Linked DNA regions of Mus musculus: all the other regions are linked to region 4. A link is a contact called in public Hi-C, HiChIP or PLAC-seq and promoter capture Hi-C data. All regions are on one chromosome and are shown on one strand. The core of a region is the stretch at or near the end of the contact, and the rest is flanking DNA. Distances in the headings are between cores, read along the strand shown. Region 1 holds the start of Nudt2 (nudix (nucleoside diphosphate linked moiety X)-type motif 2). Region 2 overlaps Ubap2 (ubiquitin-associated protein 2). Region 3 holds the start of Aptx (aprataxin). Region 4 holds the start of Nfx1 (nuclear transcription factor, X-box binding 1).

Region 1 (4,659 bases), core at 1,826-4,325, 490 kb after region 4:
CTGGACTGAATCTCTGAACCTATAAGCCAGCCCCAATTAAGAGTTTTGCTTTTAAGAGTGGCCTTGGTCATGGTATCTGCTCACAGCAGTGACACCCTAACTAAGACACTAGTGGTCAGCTTGCTTTCTCCACTCTTATACTGTCCAGAATTGCCTGTCTAGGAAATGGTGTCATCCACAGTGAGCAGGTCTCTGAACTATGAATTTCATATAAGAAAGAATAATCAGCAATAACACTGTGACTATATAGGCCGTAAGTCAATAATGAAATAGTCTTGGAAATGCAACAGGATTCTGGATACCTGATGAATGGACAGAGGCTGCATTGTTAATATTTTCTGAAGAGAGTGATCACAGAATTCTCTCTGTAGAATATAAATGCAAAGAAAAGAAATGTTTTAAAGGCAGGCAAGAGGGCTTGACCCATGAAGGCCCTTTCTGCCAAGCCTGAGTAAGCCTGGAGGAAAGGCCTACTCCCCAAAAGCCACCCTCTGTTCATACAGACACACAGCAAGCAAAACAAGTAATAAAAGGCTTAGACATTTTTTTCAAAGTGAGTATGTTGGTTTATATTTATAATTGCAGCACTCAAGAAGCTGAAACAGGATATTGCATGTTCCAGGACAGTCTGGACTACAGTCTAAAATGCTAGCCCCAAAAAAAGTTTTTAAAAAAATGGGAGCTGGAGAGATGGCTTAGCACTTAAGAGCGTTAGCTGTTCTTTCAAAGGACCAGGGTTCTACTCCCAGCACCCACATGGAGTCTCACAACTGTCTATAACTACAGCTGTAGAGAATCCAACACCCTCTTTTGGTTTCCTTCATACTGCACACATACAAGGTACACAAACATACAGGCAAAACATTCATACACATTGTCTTAGTCAGGGTTTCTATTCCTGCACAAAACATCATGACCAAGAAGCAAGTTGGGGAGGGAAGGGTTTATTCAGCTTGCTTACACTTTCCACACTGCTGTACATCACCAAGGGAAGTCAGGACCAGAACTCAAGCAGGTCAGGAAGCAGGAGCTGATGCAGAGGCCATGGAGGGATGTTCTTTACTGGCTTGCTTCCCCTGGCTTGCTCAGCTTGCTCTCTTATAGAACCAAGACTGCCAGCCCAGAGATGGCACCACCCACAAGGGGCCCTCCCCCCTTGATAACCAATTCAGGAAATGCCGTACAGCTGGATCTCATGGAGGCATTTCCTCAACTGAAGCTCCTTTCTCAGTGATAACTCGCGCCTGTGTCAAGTTGACACACAAAACTAGCCAGTACACAAATAAAATTAAACAAACAAACCAACCAACCAACCAACCAACCACCTGAAATAAAGGTCAAGGAAATGGCTTGGTAGGTAAATGCACATAACCTATAATAAGCCTAATGGTTCAAATTCAATGCCTAGAACCCACATAAAAGGTCACATGTGGTACTGCACATGTGTAACCCTAGCACTCCTAGGGAGAAGTAAGTGTGTGTGTGTGTGTGTAAGATAGAAATATCCTGGAGTATGCACTGCAGCAGCAGAAACAAGCTGCTTAAAAAACATGGAAAATGAGAACCAGTTCCTCAAAGTTGTCCTCTGACCTTCACTTGAGTGCTCACACACACACATACATACACACACACACATATACATATACACACACACATACACACACACTGTTAAGTGAAAAAAACTCAAAGTCAAATAATTGATTTCAGTTTCCAAAGCACAGATAAAATGTTACGATAGTTGGTGGTCAGTAAACAACAAGAGGAAATCCTCGGGCATATAAGGACAGAATGGCCTGTTATAAGCAAATACATTTAGGGGTTTGAGAAGAGGTACTTGTAGGCCAGACTACAATGTGGAGAGAGCACGTCTCTCTGATTGAGAACTTTGTCTCAAAACCAACCAACAAACAAAAGCCACACAAACAAAAACTTAAAAAAAGAAAAGCAGTAAATAATGAAGTAATGTATGTATGCTAGCGGTCAGCTTGCTTTCTCCACTCTATTACTGCTCAGAATTCCCTGCCTTGGGAATGTTGCCACCCACACTGAGCAGGTCTTCCTGCCCCCAACGTGGGAACGCCAACGCTGAATTTTCTGTCTCTTGTATATGAGATTAGGGTGTCCTCTCTCTTCCACCTGCCCCCAAATCGACTTTGAATGGGACAAGGCAGAAAGATAACTGAATCTATTTGTAGTGAGTGAAAGCCAACTGAACAAATATTTCCTTAAAAAAACAAAACAAACAAACAAAAAACTAATATGCGTAAGACGCTGTGGAAAGGCTTGTCTTATCTCAGAGGTCAAAATTATATGAGAAAAAAGGAGAATGAGGTTTGCGGAAGTTCACAAAACAACCGAAAGTCCAATCGAAGCGCTCTGAAGAGCGTGTCTCAAAGGCAAGAGGCCTTTGGGGTACTCAGAAAAGCCTCAAAGCTGGTGGTGGTCGAGGTAATTGCTGAAGAGGCGGTAGACAGGGAGATGAAACGTGAGAGAGCGCGAGAACCCTCGAAGAACCCGAGAAGCCAAGTTCTAGTTACCCCGCAAATACCGGTCTCGGCTCGCGCCGCTCGCAGACAGGAGCACCCGCTCCCGCGCAGGCGCAGAGCCTGGGCTCAAGCTAAAGCCACCGTTTCTCACCTCAGGGCAATCCCGGCTCCTCCTCAGTCAGTTTTCAGGGAGGACCGAAGAAATAGTGCGGTGAGGAGAAAGCCCTAAGGCCGGGCTAGCAGAGCGTCCGGTCAACCCGCCTTAGGTGTCCGCCAGGCCACATCCCCATGGCAACGCCACAAGCGCCAGTTCGAACGCGCGCGCCGACGCCCGCCCGCCCGCGGTCCCGCAGCACCGACCAATGGTCATTCACAGAGCCTGTCACCTCTCCTCTAAAAGGCCAATCAGAAATCAGAAGGGGAAGGGGGCGGTTCATTCTCCACCAATGGTTCAGCTTGAGGCAGATCTCGCGACGGTCCCAGCCAAAAAACCACGCCTCAGGGGCGGGTGGAAGCGCCTGATGCCCAATTCTGTGGCTCGTCTGAAGTGCAGCCGGGCTCTTCTGATTGGCTGGCGCGCTACGTCTCCGTTCGAGGACCGCCTCCTGCCTCTGGGCTACGGGTGAGTGCTGTGGGGCTGGGGGGCGTGGGGAGTGTCGCGGGCTCCTGACCTGTTGCTGCGGGGACGGAGCTGGCAGTGAGGCGCGTGTAGGCCAGGCCCCATCCACTCGCGGGACCTCGGTTTATCTCTGTGCACCAGAGAGGACTAGGTTCAGTGGTGAGGGCGTGGGTCGGAAGAATCCCAGAGGCAGAGAGATTCACCTTTGGGACTTAGCGGGCCAATCATATCTTCTCCCTAGGCTTGCTTTGTAGTTATCGATTAAACCCTGCCTGCATTCCAAAAGATCTTACGTTTGGTAAAAATTATTACTTGTGTGTGTGTGTGTGTGTGTCTGTGTCTGTCTATGCGCGCCACGTGCGTGCAGATGCTCTCAGAATCCAGAAGGCGTCGGATCCCAGGAGCTGGAGTTAAACGTTGTGTGGGCCACCTGGTATAGGTTCCGGGGAACCGAACCCCAATCTTTTGGAAGAGTGACAGGTGCTCTTTAGCCCCCAGAGATAGAAAGTCACAAGATTCCCGTCTTAAGAAAAAAAGGCGAAACAGCTTAAATCGAGAAGAGTCAAGTTGCCAATGCAGAAATGTTCTAATGTCCAGTGGCAATTAAGCTTAATGATGTTAGAAATTGGACGTGTCTGCATTTGATTAACTACTCAAAAATATTTCTGAACCATAGTTTTATTTTTTTTTTCCTTTTGTGAAAAATAATAGTAATGCTTCAACGGGTTGCAAAGACTATTGGGAAAAAATGCTTGGCCAGGCCTAGCCTCTCAGGTCAAAAAGGAACCACCAGCATAGTAGGAACAAATCCAGTAGCCAGCATGTGTGCAGCTTCATATGTACTTTAATGGAGTGCTCGTTTTTAGCTCAAAAATGAGCGATTCGGGGGCCTGGAGAGATGGTTCAGTGGTTAAGAGCCCTTAACCTCTCTTCCAGAGAAATTTGAGTTCATTTCCCAGCATCCATGCCAAGTGGCTCACAGTAGCCTCCCAACTCCTGCTCCAGGGCATCCATGGCCCTCTTCTGGACTCTTCAGGCACCCACATACCACACACAACTGGCAGACACACAAGACATAAACAAAAGTAAATCACTAATCAGTTAAAGAATAAATGTAATTCTTACTAATAAGGAAATACAGTATTCAAAAGAGAAAATTGACAATATATTAAAGGGAATTAATCTTGTTGATCTTTAAAAATTACTAATACTTAGTGTGAACACTGTTTATCAGCTGTTTCCTGAAAAATATAAAAATGATAGTGCATGTCTTTATTCCTAACAGAGGCTGGAGGATCTCTGAGTTCCAGGAGAGACAGGACTATGACACAGAGGTGGGGAAATTCTTGATTCAACTATTAGAAAGAGTTGACTGCCAGTATAATACAGAGAAGCATTCAGGTGGCCTATTATAATACAAGATAAGAGTGACTGGCATGTATTCATGTCTGTCTACACATACTTTAAACTCTCAACAATGAGAAATACACGTTAGAGTCACTTTACAAATGAGGACCTGTCTTTCAGGTAACAACCTGACCTGAGTGGCTAAGT
Region 2 (4,826 bases), core at 1,004-3,503, 270 kb after region 4:
ACCTGACGGAATGATCACATTATATTTGGAGTCTGGATGAGAGCCATTTCTGAATGATAGCAAACCATGGATGCTCCTGGAGCTAGAAGCACACCAGGATAGTTTGTCCTATATTAATACAGTGCCTCCTACTGTCTTTCATAGCATCTAAACATTGCCTATTACTTTTGATTGAACATGTCTGGAGGAAGGGTAGAAGATAGGAGCTCTCTATTCCTACGCACTGCTGTGATGGCTCATTGTCAATATGTATTTTCATTTTACCTTTACATGTTATTTTTAAAAGTACAGTGTCTGTCTGTCTGTCTGTCTGTCTGTCTGTGTGTGTGTCTATCAGTGCATGATAGTGGCAGGGATTAATAATGGCAGATCTTGCAGAAAACCCGGGATCGGTTCCCGACACCCACATAACAACTAACAACCACCTATAAATAACTCCAGTTTCAAAAGACCCAAAACCCTTTTCTGGTCTCTGCAGGTAATAGGCACACATGGTGCACACACATTAATGCAGGCAAAACATCTATACATATAAAATAGAGATACATTTTAGAACCAACATAAAAAGATGAGCATAACAAAAGTTTATAATCCTACCACTGACTTAGAAGGCAGAGGTAGGCAGATCTTTATAAGAACAGCTTGATCTACAAAGTGAGTTCCACACTAGTCAGGGCTACACAGTGAGACCCTGTCTCTACCAAGGCGTATGGGCTGGCATAATATGGCTCAGCAGGTTAAATGAGCCTGGTGATGTAGTTCAATCCTCAGAACACATATAAAGGTGAAAAGAGGGGACAACTCTACAAAATTGCCCTCCAAGCAGCATATGCAACCATGACATGCTTGTCTTCATGTGTGTGTGTGTGTGTGTGTGTGTGTGTGTGTGTGTGTGTGTGTGTGCCTGAGCTTACATTTTGTGCCTTCATGCACTGATAGACACAGACACACACACACAGACACACACACACACTTTACTTTTAAAAATAACATGTATCTGCCATCACAGCAGTGCTCATCACTCAAGAGTCAGGGAGGGAGGATCATGAGGCAGAAGCCAATCAAGCTACAAAGGCCCTGTCTCAAACTAAACAAAACCAGAAAGAAGAAAAAAATATTTATGTTTATACCTTAAGAAATTAAAGAGAGAACAGCAAACTAATACATCTAAGCAAATAGAAAAGAAGGAACAGAAGACAGAGGAACTAAAATAAATGAAGATTAGAAAGAGGGATGTCAACAAATTAGAACATAACTCCCAGCTGGGTGTGGTCACTTACACTCAATCCCAGCACTGCTGAGACAGAGAAGATGGATCTGATCAAATTCAAATCCATCCCAGGTTATGTACTGAGTTCCAAATCACCTGTGTTAAAGATTAAAATGCTATATTAAAAGGGGGGGAAGGGGGTGAAGGGAGCCTGGTCGACTGAGAGACTTCCAGGACAGCCATAGCTATACAGAGAAACCCCCATCTCAAAAAGAGGAGGAGGAAAAAGAAAAGAAAACGGGGAAAACGTGAGTCTTTAAGTTTCGGGGGGGGGGGGTCACTTTGCTTTGGTTTTTGGTGGTCCTCGAGACAGAACCCAGGGCTTTAGCAAGGTAGGTGGTCACTCTTCTTTTGAGCTAGCTTCTTTGCTACCTGTTCAAGAGTTGACTCATAGTTGAGGAGATGTCAATAAATACCCAGCTACAAAGACACAAGATTCAAGAGTAGTAATATTAGGAGTAAGAGAGAAGGGGCACAGTTACTGGAGAGACTGCAAAGCTTAATACATCCCTAACATCCCGTTACTGAAGGGGAGGGAGGGAGAAAGTGAGTTCAGAGACATCCTAGCACAAAGTAAGACCTTGCCTCAAACAAACGACAAAAATGAAAATTCGGGGTTTATGAAAGGAAACCTAGAACAAGTAAGTATGTGTCACCAAATTAGCCTAGATAAAATACAATACTGAAAAAGACACAAACTAGGGCCAAGGAGGGGGCTCGGCTAGTAAAAGCTCTAACCATACAACCGTGACACCTGACACCTTAGAGATATATGTAAGTTGTCAGGATGCAGGAGCATGTATCTATAACCTCAGCATGTCTACCAAAAGATGTGACTAGAGAATTGTTCCAGAAGATCAAAGACCAGCCAGCCTGCAATATGCTGACAGCAGGAACAAAAGAAACCCTACCTCAGCAAGGGAATAGACACCCAAACGTTGTCCTTTGACCTACAAACCACACTGTAGCTTGTAACTGTTCACACTTTAATCATAAAAAAAGCCACAAAGATGAATAGAAGAGGAATGGGGTCATCAACTACTATAAAGGGAGACTCGTAATAGATTAAGTAACTAAACTAGTCATCAAAACTTCCCAGAAAAGTGGAGCTTGGTGGTTTAGATCTGTAGCACTCATGAGGCTAAGGCAGGAGGATCTCATGTGTTTAAGGGCAACCTGGGCCACAGTGTGTCCCAGGCAAGCCTGATTTAACCCTAATTACACTTACAGCCTGATTTAAGACCCCATCTAGATAGATTTTTTTGGTTTTGGGGGTTTGTTTTTTCTTTTTTTTTTTTTTTTTTTTGGTTTTTCAAGACAGGGTTTCTCTGTGTAGCCCTGGCTGTCATGGAGCTCACTTTGTAGATCAGGCTGGCCTCAAACTCAGAAATCTGCCTGCCTCTGCCTCCCAAATGCTGGGATCAAAGGCATGCGCCACCACGCTGGGCCAGATAGATAGATAGATAGATAGATAGATAGATAGATAGATAGATAGATAGATAGATGGATGGATGGATGGATGGATGGATGGATGGATGGATGGACAGACGAACGGACGGATGGACAGACGGACTTACGGACGGACTTACGGACGGACAGAGGGAGGGAGGGAGGGAGGGAGGGAGGGAGAAGTTATTTCAACAACAAATTCTTCACAAACTCTCAAAACCAACATGGGACACTTTTCAACTCTATGCAAACCAGATTGTAGTAATACAAAAAAAACACATAAAAAAAGGATACTTTATCAATAAAAACAGCAACAAAACCCTATAAGCATCCTCATAGTCACAGAATGTACTTGACAAATTCAACTTTTTTTTTAAAGAAAGAAAAGGTCTCTCTAGATAGTCGTGGCTGCCCTGGAACACACTCTGTAGACCAGTCTGTCCTTGAACTCAGAGATCTGCCTGCCTCTGCCTCCTAAGTGCTGGGATATACCACCACAGCCTGGTCTATAAAATCCAACCTTTTTTTATTATAAAGACTATTCAACAATTTCAGCATGGAGGAGAAAACCCTTATCCTGATAAAAGGAACTACAGAAATTGACAATTGTAATACATAATGATGAAAGACACTAAAACATTTTCCCTAAGATCAAAATAAGCTGATGATACAAGCCTTTAACTCCACAGGTGCAGGTGGATCTGAGTTTGAGCCTAGTCTTATCTAAGGCGTGAGTTCCTGGACAGGCAGAGCTAGAGAGATCCTGTCAAAAGAGAAGAGGGTGGGGCAGTGGTGGCTCACGCCTTTAATCCCAGCACTCGGGAGGCAGAGGCAGGCAGATTTCTGAGTTCAAGGCCAGCCTGGTCTACAAAGTGAGTCCCAGGACAGCCAGGGCTACACAGAGAAACCCTGTCTCGAAAAACAAACAAACAAACAAACAAAAAATTACAAAATCAAAACAGATTTCACTGCTAGACAGGACCCTGAAACTCAACTCTACGCTACTGTGTCCAACCCAACTGACACAACCTTGAACTATTCGTTTTTTGGGTACAGTAGAAAATACATTAATCATGCCCCCCACACAGGAATTTTAACATGTAATAATGTTTTAGCAACAGGAACCTGGATTAGTACAGAGCCTTGATAAGAAAGCAAGGGAAAGGCAGTTGTGTTTTTCTTTCACTCATTAGTTCATTGTGTGTGCACAAGTGTGTCTGTCTAAGTGTCAGAATCCCACAGCCCACAGGTACAAGTCAAGACAACTTGTGAGATTTGGGTCTCTTCTTCCACCACGCAGGTTAGGATAATCAAATTCAGATCCTTGGGCTTAACATCAAGCATCTCTACCTGCTAGGCCGTCTCAATGACCTCAACTACTTCTGGTACTGAATACTCAAGTGTCACATTTCTGAGGTGAATCTATGAGTGCAAAGACTCAGATCCAAGGAAGCACAATCCACATCAGTGACAGGCAAACTGACAAGTCTCTGGAGTTCAAAGGAAAACGCAGCAACAGAAATGAGAGCTGACCAGGTACAGGGCTGGGGAGATGCCTCAATCAGTAAAGTGCAGTGTTCAAATCCCAGCGCTTGCACGTTTTTATTTAAGAACAAACTAAAACAGCTAGAGGCAGGAGTTTCATATATGCAAACATCCCTAAAACAGGCCAAGAGAAAAGAGTCAAGCAAGTATTAAATAGACATGAGCTAAAGGAGGTGAGCTCTTCATTGTCTCACAGTGAAGAAATAGAGAAAAGGAAACAATTTAAGTGTGTAAAATTAATAGTGATATTATTACACAAACATATCTGGACAGAGAGTTAATAGGACAGCCTGAGTTATATACTGACACACAGCATCACAAAAAATAAATACAAGACTGGTAATATAGTTTACTATCTCTCTATTTAACTCACAAGAAGCCCTGGGTTTGATCCCCAGCCCCATACAAAACCAGAAATGAGCATGGTGGTACATGCCCATAATCCCAGCAAAGAGAAGGTAGATGAAGTGCGACCAGGAACTCAAGGCCAGCCTCTGTTACACAGAGTTCAAGACTAGTCTACAGCTCATAAGATAAATATAGATAGCTTCAAATTAGACAG
Region 3 (5,017 bases), core at 1,120-3,619, 270 kb before region 4:
GGCAGATCCCATTTATAATGCTACCTCCCATGGGGCATCTGTTGGACCAGCTACAAATTGATGGCTGGGCAGGTAAGAGACAGGAGAGTGAAGCATGTCCTTACTGGGTATTGAGAAACAAGTCTTATGATTGACAAAGAAGCCAGCAGACAGTGCAGCTTCTGAGTAGGAAGAGAGAATCCAGTGAACAGATAGGAACATGGCAAGACGATGGAAACACACTCCCTTCTGCCACAAAGTTCTTAAGTTGTGATGCTCCGATGCACTGCTTCCTGTGGAGCTGATGCAGTTACTGCACAATGCTTACACAAAACCTTAAACAGCAGGTTGGCCCATTTGGGCCTCCAGACCCAATCTGTAGGAATTAATGACTGCAGAATACAAGAACATAGCTGGGTTTGTTTAAAGTAGAATGCCCCAAAACAGAAGTTCATTCTACCATTCCCTCTCCCTTCTGCAATGGCCCATTTGCTGACTACACCACTGGTTACTATGCCCTGATTAATTCTGGTTGGTTGGTTTTCCTTTTTCCAGACAGAGTTTCTTTGTGTAGCCTTGGTTGTCCTGGAACTATAGACAAGGCTGTCCTCATACTCAAGAGGTTCACCTGCCTCTGCCTCCCGCTGGGATTAAAGTCATGTACCACCAACACCACCCAGCTCTTTTTTCCCCTTCCCTTTTCTCCCTCTTGCTCCAATCCCGCTTGCTCCAGGGCCCACTCTCTCCGGCCCATAGGTTCTTTATTTGTTTCTCATTACAGATGAGCCACCATGTGGTTGCTAGGATTTGAACTCATGACCTCCAAAAGGTGCTCTTAACTGCTGAGCCATCTCACCAGACCCCACCTAGCTATTTTTGAGTCCTAGGTGTCTTAGTTAGGGTTTCCATTGCTATGAAGAGACACCATGACCAAGGCAACTCATATAAGGACAACATTTAATTAGGGCTGGCTTACAGGTTCAGAGGTTCAGTCCACTATTATCAAGGTGGGAACATGGCAGTGTTCAGGCAGACATAGGGCTGGAGGAGCTGAGAGTTCCACCTCTTGTTCTGAAGGCAGCTAGGAGAAGACTGGCTTCCATGCAACTAGGACAAGGGTCTTAAAGTCCACACCCACAGTGACACACCTACTCCAACAAGGCCACAGTTCCTATTAGTGCCACGCCCTGGGCCTAGCATATACAAACAATGACGTTAGGAAACCCAAATGACAGGGCAAGTGACATGAGGCCAGAAATCTATCTTGAAGCGCTGTTAGCACAAGAATTTTCTTCAACAATGGAAATGTAGTAAACCTTCAAGCCACACTGATAACTGAGCTTTTGAAGGGCCATTAACACAAGTAAGGAACTGAATTTCCAATTAAACTTAAAGTTGCATAAGCACAAGTGAGTGTGGACTAATGTCCAACACAGACTTGAACTTAAGACTCTCAGCTTCTAATTTCTCAGAGGAATTAGGCTAAGTATTTCACAGACTGGCTCCACTGGCCAACATCCTCACTCTTCCCTCCCCAGACATACATGCAGGCACCTTTACCTGCACATACCATCTTTCAAGAATGCAGCATGGCTCCTGGCTAATACAGGATATCCAGAAGTTTGAGGTTAGACTACCCTACATACTGTTACCCATCTTGAAGAAGAAAAAAAATTGTCCAAGCCCAGTGGCAAACGCCTGTATCCCATCACTGGGAGGTAGGGACAAGAGGATCAGAAATTTGAGGAGGCCAGCTGGGCTACAGGAGACCTCTAAAATTAAGTGGGGAGGAAGGGCCTCTTACGAAATCCCCAATATATGTCGATTTCTCAAAAGTAATTACCCAGCAATTCCAAATTGGTGTCATTTCAAAAACCCCTGCTTTGTTGAATCTCTGCATTGTAAAGAGAAAGACCTTACACTGCTTCCGGCATTCTTAAGGCCCGCTGGGGACACTGCTAGTGCACCTCGAGTTACTCTTGGAAGGCGTTTCTGGCAGAAACACTTTCCTGTCAGGCTGAACAGCCCCGCTGCATGGACTTTGTCCACTCTTATCTCTAAATCTTTTCATGCTGATCTGGCAGCCAACTAGGTACAGGAGCCGGGTGGGGATGGGGGGCGGGGAGGGTGGGAGGCCGGAACAATGCGGCGGAAACAAAACTCTGAAACACGCCCACCTGAGCAAGACCAAGGGGTGGAGCCTAATCCGCCCAGAAGAAAGAAACCTCGAACTCCACCCTCAAGGTCACCGCTCCGAGTTAGCAGCCCGGGCCAAATGCCCCTGCCCGCTTCTAACCCAGCAAACTACGAAGGCAGGCGGACCATTAACTTACCTCGACTGTGGACACCCACAAACTTCACGCTGCTCTACTGCGCCTCGCCGCTTCCGGTGCTGAGAGATGACGTCACAAACGGCTGCCTAGCAACCGGTGATGATTCCAGTATCTTTTCGAGAATTGGCTGGAACGTTTTCTCGCCCGATACCCAGGTAGAACAGTGGCGCTAGCCGCTAGTTGTCCCCCGTGAGGATAGCTCCTTTGCTCGCAGCCTCCCGGTTGTCTGAATCCGGAGAGATTTCAGACAGCAGTCTTCTGTGGCTCATCTACGCAGCCATGTCGCCTTTTAGCACTTCCTCCTCAGGAAGCTTGCTATAAGTTAAAGCCATCTTTGAAAGGGAAAGAACGAGGTTGGAGGTAGTGAGAGAAATTCGTTCTGTAGCCCAAATTGGTCTTGAACTCGCGAGAATCTCCTTAGATTCCCCCAGTGCTGGGATTGCAGATGTGAGCTACCAAACACAGCTTTGAAGCCATCGTTTAAACTACAGGCTGGAGTGCCTTACCACCCACGTTAAAATTACACTTTTCTTTCTCTCTATAAGGAGAAAAAAGACTGAAGAGAGAGACAGAGGAACCCTGCTAAGATTTTTTTTTTATGATGTCTTCTCTAAATGAACTGAGGGCAATCAGCAGGAGGTTGGGATGACATATGTGTACTGATTTTTATAGCAATTCCAGGACGTTCCCTGAAAGTCTTGTATTGTAAATCACTAAAGACTTCTTGGCAGATGAAAGAATTCCTATCTCGTGAGTAAAATCAGAGTGTAGAATCTGAAACGCAGTCGAAACTGAACCTTACGGAGGCCCCCTTTTTTGGGGGTGGGGGGGTTGTTTAGACAAGGTTTCACTGTGCCCTAGACTAATCACAAACTCAAGATCCCCTGCGTCTACCTCTGAAATACTGGGATGACAGGTCTTCGTCCCCACTCTCAGCTAAGAGCTCTTTTGTTTCTTGATCAAATGGGTTACTATTGTTTTCTTGAAAAAGCAGGCTCCACTGTCTGATGGAGATGACAAGACAGGATGGGAGGATGTCCCTGAGAGCAAGGGAAAGCCGTGCTTTTGTTGACAAAGAAGATGCGGGTGTATGTTAGGATCAGAGCAGGAAGGGAGGAGGAATCTCAAGCTGTACAAACCTCAAGGCTGAGAACGTGGTCCATAACTGCCTAAGACATCAAGGCAGATCTGGTGACCCGACAGTTTGCGTTTTCCCTCAGGATTAGGCCTCTTAGCCAAGACTTCTACGCAGTCTCCATTGTGTCTCGTACAGCTAAAAATTAAACTGGGTCATTTGTGCAGAATTGAGCAGAGTTTTCCTAGCCACTGTATTAGGTCTATTCCATTGTCTGCAGTGCACTGACCAGAAAAGCAAGGTTGTTTGGAACAATGCACGGTCAAGGGCGTGGCAGGCACTTAAGACATTCACTGGGGTTCACATTGCTAGGGGACTACGCACCAAAATTTTTTCAGTTTCTCTATGAATCAAACAACTACTAATTTTTGTCACCCTAAAGCCCCACTATTCTGCTCTTAGCTTCCATGGGTTTAACCAATCTGGAAATACCATTTAAGTGAAATCATGTAGTGTTGGTTTTTGTAATCATTTTCTTTCACTTAGCTAGGTGTCAAGTTTCATCTACAATGTGGCACAAGTCAAAAGATCCTTTTTAAGGCTAATGTTTTTCTTTGGGTTTTTATTTTTTTAATACTTTTTAAGATTTATTTTATTTATATGAATACACTGTCACGGTCCTCAGATACACAAGAAGAGGGCATCAGATCCCATCTACAGATGGTTGTGAGCCACCATGTGGTTGCTGGAATTGAACTCAGGACCTCTGGAAGAGCAGCAGTCAGTGCTCTTAACCACTGAACCATCTCTCCAGCCCATATTCTTTTTTAATTTATTGATTTTTAATGTGTGTGAGTGTTTTTCGTGCATGTATGTCTGTACACCATGTGTGTACCTGGTGCCTGAGGAGGTCAGAAGAAAGCAGATCCCTGGGACTGAAGTTATAAGAGACTGTGAGGTGGGAGGAGTAGCCAGTGTTCCTACTGATCCATCTCTCCAACCCCCTATTATTCTTTCTTGTTTGTCTTCCCCCCCCCATTTCTTTTGTTTGTTTGTTTGCTTTGTTTTGTTTTGTTTTTCGAGACAGGGTTTCTCTGTATAGCCCTGGCTGTCCTGGAACTCACTTTGTAGATCAGGCTGGCCTCAAACTCAGAAATCCACCTGCCTCTGCCTCCTGAGTGCTGGAATTAAAGGCTTGCGCCACCACGCCCGGCTTTCTCCCAATTCTTAAAGACAGGGTCAAGGCTGACCTTAAAAGATCGCCTTAAATTCCTGATCCTCTTGCTTTGGGCTGTTATTGTTGTTGTTGTTGTTGTTGACAGGGCCTCACTATATAGCTCTGGCTGTCCAGAAACTTTTTAAGTAGACCAAACTGGCCTTGAACTCACAAAGTAAATTCTGCCTCTTGCGTACTGGGGTTAAAGGCAAGCACCACCATGCCCAATTTTCTTCAGTTTCCCAAGTGCTGTGATGGACTTTTGGGTTGTTCCTGTCTTTTGACTATTGGGAATAATGCTATATTTATGAACATGGATGTTCAAAACATCAAGATCTGTCTTCAGATACTGTGGAAAGCAGAATTGTTGAGATAGATAGATAGATAGATAGATAGATAGTGTGTGTGTGTGTG
Region 4 (5,154 bases), core at 439-2,938:
TGCTGCTGAGAACTAAGCCAGGGCTCTGTTCCATCAGGAACTTCTGGTCAGAGATAATGATCATTTGGGTTTTTAGGCTGGTTAACTTTGGCGTTAATGATAAATTGCTATCTTCATTTGACTTTGTTAAACATTATACATTGGCCTTTGCTGTGCTCCGAGGTTCTGGAGTACGATGTCATTTGAAAATAAGTAGTGTGTAGCCTACTAAATTCCAAAGATGCCAATTGACTCTGCAACTTGCCCACAAACGTCTGTTCTCTCCCCTCCACTCCCTCCTCTTGTCTCTCTCATCATCATCATCTCACTACTGCAGGTAGTACAAATACAACGGTTTCGTGTCTCACCTTTCTGAGGCCGATTTTCAAATATAATTCCTGAAGGATTCCTAAATGTGCTCGGTTAGGGGCAGGCTAAGCCACCCAGTCGAAGGCTTCTTAGTCTGTAGATATTAGAAAGAAGTGCAGAAGCCCTGTAACCAAAATGGTCACATCGTGGAGAATGTTTGAGACAGTGTTGTACTGTTGCTCTGGCTAGCCTGGAACTCACTATGTAGATCAGACTAGCCTCAGACTCACAGAGAACTACTGTCTCTGCTGCCAGAGTGCTGGAATTAAAGTCTAAGTCACCACACCTCACCTTGGAAGATTATATTTTACTATAAAAGAGGCTGAGACAGAGAAGATCCTACTGCAAGGCCCGTGCCAAGGTACAACCTTGAGAAATTACGTCATGCAAACAAGACCTGAAGTAAAAGTGGTTTATTGGGAGAAGAGGAGTGAGGGCCTAGGAAAGGAATAGAGGCAGACAAGTAGGCATGGAGCCAGTCAGACAGACAGGAGCAAAGCCATGGGGCAGAGAGAAGGGGACCGGACGCTGACAATAGACAGCTGCTGGGTGGCGGGGGGGGGGAGGGGGGGGACGCTTGGGGGCGTCTCTTTAGACGCAGCACACACCTATCACACACGGTGGAGGCAGGTCTAAGTGGTTGCTAGGGTCCTGGGGGCAGGCCAGCAGAATGCCTGAATACCAACAGGGGCTACATCAGGACACCCTTTCCCCACTCTCCCCCCCCCTCCAAAAAAAAAAAAAACACAGTAACTTCAAACTGTCTACCTCAGTTGGTGTTCATTTGTATTTGTTACTTGCCTACCGGTTTGTGGCTCATTTGCTATTAGTCCTTTAGATACTGTGTTTCGTTTTACACAGACAGGGATAGGTAGCCCAGGACCTGGAACTCACTACATCCCACTCCCATCCCACCCCCGATCCAGCCTCCCAGGTCCTGAAGTCGTGGGCTACCTAACCCTTGGCAGGTAACCTTTTATTGTTTTGCAGTCTTTTCCTCCACAATGCCCTTTGATTACTACAGCGCCCCCCCCCCCCTCGTCGCCTGCGTGAGCCGCTCCAGGCCGCCTCTTAGCTGAAGGTCATTTGAAGCCGGGCGGATGGCAGGACTTGACAAAAAGGCGTAGCAGCTGGAGAACCCAGCAGCTCTCGAAAAGCAATTACGCAAGTTGGGGGCAGTAGATCCTGCGGTCCGGGTGGGTCTCCTCCAGCCACTCGTGTCCCCCCCGCAAACCCCGCTTGCACCCGGGCCGGCGCATTTGTCTGACGTCCCAAATGCGCCATTTCACTGTGTGCTCAGGTAGCACCACCCCCTTGGCTGTCCCCGGGCGCGTAGGAGCGACTAGTCTCTCGGCGCCGGAAATCCGGGACACGTGACCAGGTGACAGCCTTCGCTCGGTGGCGGGGCTCGCTTGAGGTGCTGCGGCACGGGATGGCGGAGGCGCCTCCGGTCTCAGGTACTGTCCCGTTTCCCGCGCGGGACCCCTAGGGTCTAGCAGTCTAGTCCGAAGGGTGCGGGCCATTGCGGTGGCAAGTGGGGTGCGTGCTGCGCGGGGACAGTGGCTCGCGAGGGCCAAGCCACGCGCGCTGCACGTACGGAACCCTCCTCCATCTTCCACGGGATGGGGAGGCTCGGCCCCTGGGTTTCCGAGGAGAGCGGGCGGGTCCCGGCGCCAAGGGAGCGGACGTGGGCCTCTGGCGCCCCCCGCGGGGCTCCTTCCGGCCTTCCCGAGGCCGCGCGGAGCAGAGTCCGGCGGGCGGGCGGGCGGGCGGACGGCCGGCCGGCCGGGCGTAGGCGACTCTCCGTAGCGGGCCCTGGAGGCCAGCGAGTTTGCGCGCTGTGCTAGGGGTGTGTTCTTTACCTCTCGGAGTGGCGGGTTCCGCGCGCGCGGGCCAGCCAGCCAGCGGGCCCAGTCCTGAGGGGGTGTGAAATCCCATATTGAGGTGCGTGACGTGATCCAGTCTCAGTTACCTCATCTGTCAGCCTGGAGTAGTAAGCTAATTCCCAGACCCTCCCTGTTCTCTCCCTGATTGTTGGCTCACTCTCCCTCCTGGAGCTACCCCTGTGGTAGAGACAGCCTCATTTGACTGTTCGTATAAGCTATTTCCATTTTCTTCAAGGTGTATTGGTCAATCCGGGCTTTCAAATTTTGTGGACAGCAAAAAAAAAAAAAAAAAAAAAAAAAAAAAAAAGGAACGTTTTGCATGGGGTATTAGTACACATTTACCTAAATGTAAATGTGAACCGAGAAGCTGGGGCGCTAGTTCAAGTGTTTAAGAACAGTAGCTCCTCAACAGAGCAGTCACGTTCGCTTGCACAACCACCTGGAAAGCTGTGCGATCTGACGCCCTCTTCTGGCCACGGAGGGCATCAGCAAACACGTGGCATATATCCCGTCCCTGTCCCCCCAAAGCACCCTTGCTAAAACAGGAACACAAGATTAAAAGAAAAGTTTTTTTGTTTTTAAAGTAAACCAAATGTTTCAGTGCTATCAGACATGGTAGCGCACATCTTTAATCCCAGCCCTCGGGAGGGCGAAACAGGAGGATCTTTCGAGTTGGAGTCCAGCCTGGTTTACATAGTTGCAGACCATCCAGGGTTACATAGTGAGATCCTGTCTGGGAAGATGGGGTTGGAGGCCGAGAAGCAGAGGTTTCTTTTACTCTCAACAACATACTCTTAACATTACTATTAAGAAGAAGACCACGATGACGACTTGTCACAACCCACTGTGTAGATTTGACATAATGGCCTGCTCTTCCTGAAAATCACAGCAATGTCCAACATTGGCTTGAATTACAATTGCACTTCTGACAGATTGATGGGCCACTATTAGGATGTGCCTGTACAGGTCATGTTCTTTTCCCTGTCTCAGTTTAAAGAGTGCAAGAACACATTGCATTGGTGTGCCCCAGTCTTGACTTGAATGTAAAAATCTTCTTGGAGAGTGGAGAACTTAGGCAGATACGTTGTCACTCCCCTCCAGGCCTTCACTGGCCCTCTAAACCGAATCTGTTCGTTTTCTCCTCCTCGCCCTGACTTATTTCCACACCCTTGGACATTTGAAGCAGAGCTGAGTGAGGGCTAGCTGTGACTCGGAGTTTTAGCCTCTGGGACTGCGCTCTAGGTTACCACCGACACGCCCCAAAGCATGTGCTGAGTCCCTGTGTTCAAGAAATCCCTGCCTCCTTGGTCTATAGTCTTTGTTCTTACTTTAACATCATTTCTAGCTCATCCACTTCCAAAAGTGGTTCTCAACCTTCCTAATGCTGCAGCCCTTTAATACAGTTCCTCAGGTTGTGGTGACCCCAACCATAAAATTGTTTTGTTGTTGCCTCATAACTAGTTTTGCTGCTGTTATGAATCATAATGTAAATATCTGTATTTTCCAGTGGTCTTATGTGACCCCTGTGAAAGGGTTGTTCTATGCTCCCAAAGACCTCACAACCCACAGGCTGTGATCCATTGCCCTAAGTAAGGTCTTTAAACTGATCCAGGATGAAAATTTCCCCCTTATTTTCAGGCTTTCTAGCGCCAACTGGTTGGATTACTCTCTCATTGCTGTGTTTTGTTGGGTATCTGGTACCCCTTACTTGTATTATAATGATACCTTGGCTAGAGGACATCTCACTAATGGAGGAACTACTACTTAAAATACTGAAATGTGTCTCACTTAGGCCATGGGACAGCTTCCTGATTTATGTGTCCCTTTCCTCAAATCTCTTTTAAAGATTTATTTATATTTAAGTACTTGTAGCTGTCTTCAGACACACCAGAAGAGGGCGTCAGATCTCATTATGGATGGTTTTGAGCCACCATGTGGTTGTGGGATTTGAACTCAGGACCTTCGGAAGAGCAGTCAGTGCTCTTAACCATTGAGCCATCTCTCTAGTCCCCTCCTCAAGTCTCTTTATAGATCTTTCTTTTTAAAAAAAAATTTTTTTTTTTTTACACTGTGCATTGTTATACCTGTGTGAGGGTATTGAATCCCATGGAACTGGAGTTAGAGCCATTTGTGAGCTGCCAAATGGGTGCTGGAAATTGACCGTGGCTTCCCTGGAAGGGCAGCCAGTGAGTTCAGCCATCTCTCCAGCCCTCTTGAAGGGTTTCCTGAGGGTTTTGGCTTAGGTCTAGTAAAAGCACAACTATGTATGGCTATTCAATATGAAACGCCCTTTATCAGGCTTTTGGGCAGCTTTACTGACCTTTATCTAGCCCCCTTCTCCATCCTTGCTTCAAGCAGGAGAGAACTGTACAGCACCTCTTGGCACCATTTTACCCATTCCCACTTGTAAGTTTATCTCATCTTCCCAGAATACCTCTGCCACTCTGAGTTTCTCTAATCCTCTTGCCATTTGTGAGGCTCTTCACCCCACCCTCAGAACACTGCCTGTGTGAAAGTGTTTGCCACAAAGCCTGGATTGAGTGTGAGGTTTCTCTATGGCCTTTGTGAACTCACCAGTTCTTCACTATGTTTCTATGGTACTGCTGCCTTGCCTCTGCCAGGGTGCAGTGTGAATATAAGCACCAAGTCACCAGTGCTGCATGCCATTCTACCATATCCTAAGGCAGAATTCGGAGTTGCCTTGGAGTGAGCACCTGTGGCCTTGGGCAAGCTACCCAGTTTTCTCATCAGCAGAGTGAAGGTTAAATGAGCTAATGAAGCTGGAGAGATAGATGCTCAGCTGCTAAGAGCACTGTCTGCTCTTCCAGAGAACTCAATTTTGGTTCTTAGCATCTACACCAGGTGACTCACACTTCCTGTAACAACAGTTCCAGGGGATCTGATACCTTCTCTTGCCTCA

Evidence for each region. HiChIP or PLAC-seq counts read pairs in DNA pulled down with a chosen protein or histone mark. A called contact is a pair of places that touch in the nucleus more often than the background predicts. Capture Hi-C pulls out chosen DNA fragments and counts their contacts.
Region 1: a Hi-C map of CD8 T cells shows a contact between it and region 4, with 4 times the contacts expected there. The contact joins the promoter of Nudt2 here to the promoter of Nfx1 in region 4. A contact is called at or near these places in 3 of 39 promoter capture datasets (cranial neural crest, liver and pre-B cells), 2 of 484 Hi-C or Micro-C datasets (CD8 T cells and pre-B cells) and 2 of 115 datasets of contacts at active chromatin or transcription factors (bone marrow-derived macrophages and double positive thymocytes).
Region 2: a CTCF HiChIP or PLAC-seq map of CD8 T cells shows a contact between it and region 4, with 5 read pairs. The contact joins the enhancer-like site here to the promoter of Nfx1 in region 4. A contact is called at or near these places in 1 of 15 datasets of contacts at CTCF or cohesin (CD8 T cells), 2 of 115 datasets of contacts at active chromatin or transcription factors (both in embryonic stem cells) and 1 of 9 other capture datasets (adipose tissue).
Region 3: a contact with region 4 is called in a promoter capture Hi-C map of pancreatic islet. The contact joins the promoter of Aptx here to the promoter of Nfx1 in region 4. A contact is called at or near these places in 2 of 39 promoter capture datasets (the HPC-7 cell line and neural stem cells), 4 of 484 Hi-C or Micro-C datasets (CD4 T cells, embryonic stem cells, granulocyte-monocyte progenitors and 1 more), 14 of 115 datasets of contacts at active chromatin or transcription factors (the HPC-7 cell line, the SCID.adh cell line, bone marrow-derived macrophages and 9 more) and 3 of 9 other capture datasets (adipose tissue, liver and pancreatic islet).

Annotation. Positions count from the first base shown.
Region 1 is chr4:41,462,073-41,466,731 of GRCm38.p6, forward strand. It overlaps Nudt2 (nudix (nucleoside diphosphate linked moiety X)-type motif 2), which reads left to right and starts at 3,076. Exons shown (of 3, transcript NM_025539.2): 1 at 3,076-3,108. Kif24 (kinesin family member 24) reads right to left here and starts at 2,776. Exons shown (of 13, transcript NM_024241.2): 1 at 2,638-2,776.
Region 2 is chr4:41,238,903-41,243,728 of GRCm38.p6, forward strand. The region is part of intron 2 of Ubap2 (ubiquitin-associated protein 2); the gene reads right to left. Among named protein-coding and RNA genes, the nearest start is that of Gm24837, 30 kb to the left of the region's middle. Within about 2 kb of position 2,254, at least 17 of the 459 cell types and tissues checked have an H3K27ac peak or open chromatin away from gene starts, as enhancers often do. A contact at or near this core is called in CD8 T cells, where this site is marked.
Region 3 is chr4:40,700,825-40,705,841 of GRCm38.p6, forward strand. Aptx (aprataxin) reads right to left here and starts at 2,370. Exons shown (of 8, transcript NM_001025444.3): 1 at 2,313-2,370.
Region 4 is chr4:40,969,255-40,974,408 of GRCm38.p6, forward strand. Nfx1 (nuclear transcription factor, X-box binding 1) reads left to right here and starts at 1,689. Exons shown (of 24, transcript NM_023739.3): 1 at 1,689-1,805. The coding sequence starts at 1,781. Gm52692 (a long non-coding RNA gene) reads right to left here and starts at 905. Exons shown (of 2, transcript XR_003955193.1): 1 at 348-905.